2 separate regions of the Mus musculus genome follow, and region 1 is linked to region 2. A link is a contact called in public HiChIP or PLAC-seq data. All regions are on one chromosome and are shown on one strand. Each heading gives the region's core, a stretch centred on a gene start, on an enhancer-like site or on the middle of the called end of the contact. The rest is flanking DNA. Distances are from core to core; before and after follow the strand shown. Region 1 has its middle 64 kb from the start of Gm35330. Region 2 has its middle 60 kb from the start of Gm40659.

Region 1 (2,835 bases), core at 113-2,612, 340 kb before region 2:
GCCAGATAATCAGATGATCATGAGAATGAGTAGAAGAATCTGATGCTTGTGGGGGTTGGAGGTAGGGAGGGTCTTGAGCATATGCCAAGGACTTGGGATAGGGGAGGCTTCCAAGAATCAATGGGGGTGACCTTAGCTGAAACTTGCAGCAGTGGGGATATAGAGGCCACCACCTGTAGCCAGCAGGAACCCCAGTGGAGCGATAGGGACACCAACATACCAATAGAACTTTTAATTCAAAATGTATCTTGGTTACAAGAAACACAGAGATGGTGGATTGAACAGAGACTGTGGGAATGGCCAAGCAATAGCTGGTATCCTGAGACCTATTCCATGGGCAACCACCAATCCCTGATACTATTAATGATATTTTGTTATGCTTGTAGATAGTAGCCTAGCATGGTTGTTCTCTGAGAGGCTCCACTCAACAGGTGACTCAGGCAGAGACACACAGCCAAACATTGGAGAGATCTTGGGGACTCTTATGAAAGAGTTGGGGGGGAGGATTGAGGGTCCCAGAGGGAACAGCAACTCTACAGGAAGATCAAAACAGTCAATTAATCTGGTCCTTTGGGGGCTTTCAGAGACTGACCCACCAAAGAGCATACAGAGGATGGAGCCAGGTCCTCTGCACACATGTGGCAGATTTGCAGTTTTATGTGGTTCTCGGACAATGCGAGTGGGGAATATCCCTAAAGTTGCTGCCTATCTGTGGAACCCGTTCTCCTAACAGGGCTGCTTTGTCTGGCCTCAGTGGAAGAAGAAGTGCCTAGCCCCACATAGACTATTTGTGCCAGGGTTGGGGATACCTGGGGTGGGGGGGGGGTGGTCATACTTTCTCAGAGGTGAAGGGGCAGGGAGATGGAGGGAGGGAATGTTGGAGGGAGGATTGGTAGGAAGGACAGGGATCAGGATGTAAACTGAATAAACATCAAATAAAAAAGAAATACAAATGATTTTTTGTTAAAAAATTATCTTTCCATTTGCAATTTACTTCCTGACTAGTTTGTCTAAGGTGCTTGTAGTTGTTTGTGGTTTTTATAAGTCAGACCTCTAGGGGAGAAAAATATTTTCTATCTAGTGTGATATTTCTCCAAATAACTAATTAAAGATCGTAAAATAAAGACTCAGAGAAGCTGGGGTGAGGATGTAGCTCGGTGAAATAGGAGGATTCCAGAGATTTTCCTAGTCAACCAACAAGGCTGATTAGTGACCTTTAAGTTCAGAGATAGACTGTCTCAGAAAGTAAAGTAGGAAGAGGCTGAAGAGGACGCCAACATTGTACTCTGGCCTAAACATGCATACACATACATGCCTAAGCACCCACACACACACATACACCATCACTATCACCACCATCATCACCATCAACAAGGGTGATCTGTGGTAGAAATGAAACTATGTAAGAGATGGGATGTCGGTGGTAAGTTTGTGGAAATAAGGATATGTCATAAAAAAAAAAAAACCTACCATGGCATTTTCCAAGAAATAAGAAACCAAAGGAACCAAAATAGTTACAGTGTGAAGATAACACAGAAGCTGAACTTTTGATTTATCATGTGGTGGTCTCACATGTCTCGAGGAACTCATCTTTACACCCCTCCCCCATATCCTTTCTTGATCCTTTATGCATCCTCACAGCATCATTGGCCACCCTGGTATTGGTTGTTTGAGGAGAAAAACTGATAATATCAGAAAGCAGGAATGATGCAAGTAAATGCCCTTGAATTAGGTGGGTTTCATTTGTCAAGTTCAAACTGGTTAGTTCAGGTGTCCCACTGAGAAGTACATTGAGTCTTCTACAGAGAGAGGATTGTTCAGAGCTGTGTGGGGAAAAAAACAAAAACAAAAAACAAAAAAACCCTGTGTCCTGAGCCAGGACTCCTAATTGCCACAGCAGAGTGTTTCTCTCAGATAGGTTATAGGTCAGAAGACCATGGTCTATGGTTGTCTGTCTCTCTAGTTCCTGTCAGATTTTGTTTCTATAAGGGACGTCTTACTTTCTGTGTTGTAGAGTTACAAGGGGTAAACTTTGTAAGGGCAAGATAATCTAACCATGGCCCCTGGGCATAAACCTGATCACATTTTCTTTCCCAAACCAGCAAAGTGGAACTTTAATAGAGAGTAATAATTATTCAGAGATAATTTTTACTTAAAGCTAATTAAAAAGGTTTGATTCTCCCCCCCCCCCCCCAGTTTCATATCCTGTTTGTCATGGCTTTGGCCCTTCTTTCAAGCTTCACATCTTTTCTTAGAGGAAAACCATAAAGAGCTCCTGATGTGGCCCTTCATATACTCTTTCATCTTATCTTCTTTGTGCTGTTTTAAGGGAAGAATAGCTTATAATTTATCAAAAGAAGGCAGGTCAGTTCTCCTGCAGGGCTGCTATACTGCTGGGAACCTGTGTCCCATCCCTTCCTCCCCACTTTCACCCTGTCATCTTAAAGCAAGAAGCCCACCATACTGGGTACAACTGGTATGTAGAACTGCCGCAGAGTCATATCTTGAGGGCTTGGAATGGAATTTCTTTTCAATAAGGAATCACAATGGGGGATACTTTTACTCCTTGCTTCCTGCAGCTTGATTTGAATTTGCTTGACTAAACTCTGCAGTGGATTCTTGCTGTTCATCTGCCTGGTCCATGAATTGGATCTTGGAGAGGAACTATTATTCACTTCCTGGCTCCTCTCAGGGCCATGATTCTGCCTCTCATTCCTTTGCTCCATTGGGGATCCATTTTCCCTTTCCCAGACAGTTCCTTCTCACTCTCATGGCATGAATTCTTCTATATTACTGTTCTAAAATCTAATCTTTTTCTGTCATGGATAGTCCTCA
Region 2 (2,718 bases), core at 208-2,707:
CATGTTCCCATGACTCTTTTATAGTGGAATTCTAAGGGCCTTGTTTCTGTCATACTACATTAGCAGCATGGTCAATGGCAAGGGGATTATAGAATTCATTGTCCTTTCAGATCATCAGTATGTTACAGTTTTGCCTAGGGAGCAGCAGGGTGTTGTGCATGAGAGATTGCCAGTAATTTAAAATTTGGGCATGATCTTTTTGTATAGAAAGTAATAGACAAGTAAAGAAAAATTAATTTCAATGGACAGGTAAATGCAAGTCATTATTTATATGTAACATGTATTCTTTGAATGGCTACAAGATTCTATGGAAGAGTGCTAAATGCACAAATTTACTCTGGGTAGTTAAAATTGGGCTTGTCACACACATATATGCACATGCATGAGTGCACACACACACACACACACACACATACACACACACACACACACACACACACACACACACACACACTCACAAACATACACACCCTAACCATTCATTCTGACGCCTATGGGTTTTATCTGATGAGCACTATTGAGTAAGTGCTACCAATGTGAACTATAATGTACACAAAGAAATTCCTTAAAACTGAGCATACCACAGTTAGCTGCAAAAGTGTATTTAGTAATTAGATTAGGTGTGTGTTTTAACTAGCTTCCTGTTACTATAACAAATAACTACAATGATCAACTGTTTGGATCCCAGGTAGGGAGTTTCCAATGAATGTTTCATTTACCCATTGTGTTGGATATGTGGTCAGGTAACACACCCTAGACAGAAATGGGCAGTGGAACAAAGCCAAACACCTCAAAGCCTGAAGAAAAAGAAGTAATGAAAAGAAGTGAAGAACCCACTGTCTCTCCAAGGGAACAATTGCATGAAGAAAAATACAGTTCTCTAAGTGTCATAAATGTCAGCATTTTAAGGCATGATAGATAATGCTTGGGATCAAGCCTTTAACATATGGGTCTTTTAAGATGTTCTACATTGAAGATGTAGCAATATATGTATATGCAAACACATCTTTCTGTAGGTATATGATTTGTCTTGTACACTCTTATGAATGTGTCTGTGTGTGCATGGGAACTCACACAACGTCAAACCCAAACTTTCTTTTTGAGTATCTTAAAGGGAAAGTCATATACTGTAGTGACAAAGTAACTTGTTTCTCAGTACCACTTTTGTAACATCCTGCAGATGTGCCTACTTACATATTATGAGCTGAAGAGGACCATGTGGTCGATGACACATTTGAGAGCTCAGTACAGACAGCTTCCTGATTAGAATCATTGCCAAGTTTTTAACAACAAGAACTCCTTTTGTGGGTAGTGGGTCTGGTAATGCCTTTGTGGAATTCCTTCTAGGCTTTTCCTCTGTTTCTTCATGGAACTTCTGTTGTGGGCTGGGTGAAGCTCGCATGCACTGAACCTAGGAGAAGCTTTCAGGGGTTTCCTGTGAGGGAAGACTTTTATTTCTTGGTATATGTAGTCATATACACTGGGGCTACAGCAGCTCTGGGCAAAATCCCTCTACTGCTATACTCATAGACCAGAGAAACTTCCAAAAGACATTGTATTGAATTATCAAAGAAGAAAAATAAGCAGGTCTTCCCTTGACATAACTGTTGCTTGGTCTTTCTGTTACATTTTATGAGATTTGGTGTTTTTAAGAAAATGGAGAAATCTTTTGTAAGCAAGAGAGGGGTGTGTGAGTTGGAGTGCTTGCCAACATCACCTCCTAGTCTCCATTAAGTACTCCGAATGTTGGGGGCATTCCAAGGGGCCCATCTCCTTTATACAAACTTTGTTTATCATAGGGCTTCCTCTGTGAAAGAATTATGTTTTGTTCTCTGTGCTATTCGAATAAAAAGTGCTGGCTTCACCATTCAGCTGTTTCACACAATTTAATAAAAACAACATCAACAATTCAAACAAACAATAAAATGAAATGGGAAAATCTTTGAAGATCTGAGAATAAGAGTTTAACAAAAGTGTTAGGTCCTTTGAAAATTAGATTATTAGCCTTCAATAAAGTGTTATCATCTATGCAGAAAATAAATATGGCCACCCTAGTAAAATATAGTTTGGAGAGATGTTGTTACAGCAACCAGCACACAGTTTGTATTTCAGATTATTATATGTACAGTTGGAATTATTTTTGTTGGTTGTTATTAAAAACAAAAAGGAAAAGGCCTGGAGATTCTAGCTTAGTTCAGTCAGTAAGATGGTTTTGTAGCATGCATGAAGCCCTGGGTTCAGTTCCCAGGTTTTCAAACACCAGGCATGGTGACTGAAGCCTGTCATCTCCAAACTCAGAAAGTGGGGGCAGGAGGATTAGGGACACACTAGGAGTTTGAGAACATCATGGATACAACAAAGACTTTTCCAGAAAAGGTGGTAGGTTGGCAGAGAATGACAAGGCATGACAAGACATGAAAAGTTTAACTAAACCAAAATACATTATCAAAGTGATATTTTGAGAATATAATAATTACTAATCATTTGAGCTTCAAAGAACCAAGGCTTGATTGGTCAGGACTCCCTGTTTAGAAGTTTTTATTTGAGTAGACAAGGAAATCTTTTCTTTATTTTATTGAAAATGATCAATCACAAAATTCAAAACTTAAAAAATTGTAAGTTAAGTTTAAGGGCTTATTACGTATTACCATCCTTTATTCCTTCATTTTCTTGGTCAGGGCTCGGGGACAGAGAGCTGGGACTTCATGTGTGCTAAGC

Evidence for each region. HiChIP or PLAC-seq counts read pairs in DNA pulled down with a chosen protein or histone mark.
Region 1: a contact with region 2 is called in a CTCF HiChIP or PLAC-seq map of CD8 T cells, with 6 read pairs. The contact joins two enhancer-like sites. A contact is called at or near these places in 1 of 15 datasets of contacts at CTCF or cohesin (CD8 T cells), 1 of 484 Hi-C or Micro-C datasets (group 2 innate lymphoid cells) and 1 of 115 datasets of contacts at active chromatin or transcription factors (CD8 T cells).

The regions. Positions count from the first base shown.
Region 1 is chr13:5,659,553-5,662,387 of GRCm38.p6, reverse strand. No RefSeq gene overlaps it. Among named protein-coding and RNA genes, the nearest start is that of Gm35330, 64 kb to the left of the region's middle. Within about 2 kb of position 1,362, at least 3 of the 459 cell types and tissues checked have an H3K27ac peak or open chromatin away from gene starts, as enhancers often do. A contact at or near this core is called in CD8 T cells, where this site is marked.
Region 2 is chr13:5,317,165-5,319,882 of GRCm38.p6, reverse strand. No RefSeq gene overlaps it. Among named protein-coding and RNA genes, the nearest start is that of Gm40659, 60 kb to the right of the region's middle. Within about 2 kb of position 1,457, at least 9 of the 459 cell types and tissues checked have an H3K27ac peak or open chromatin away from gene starts, as enhancers often do. A contact at or near this core is called in CD8 T cells, where this site is marked.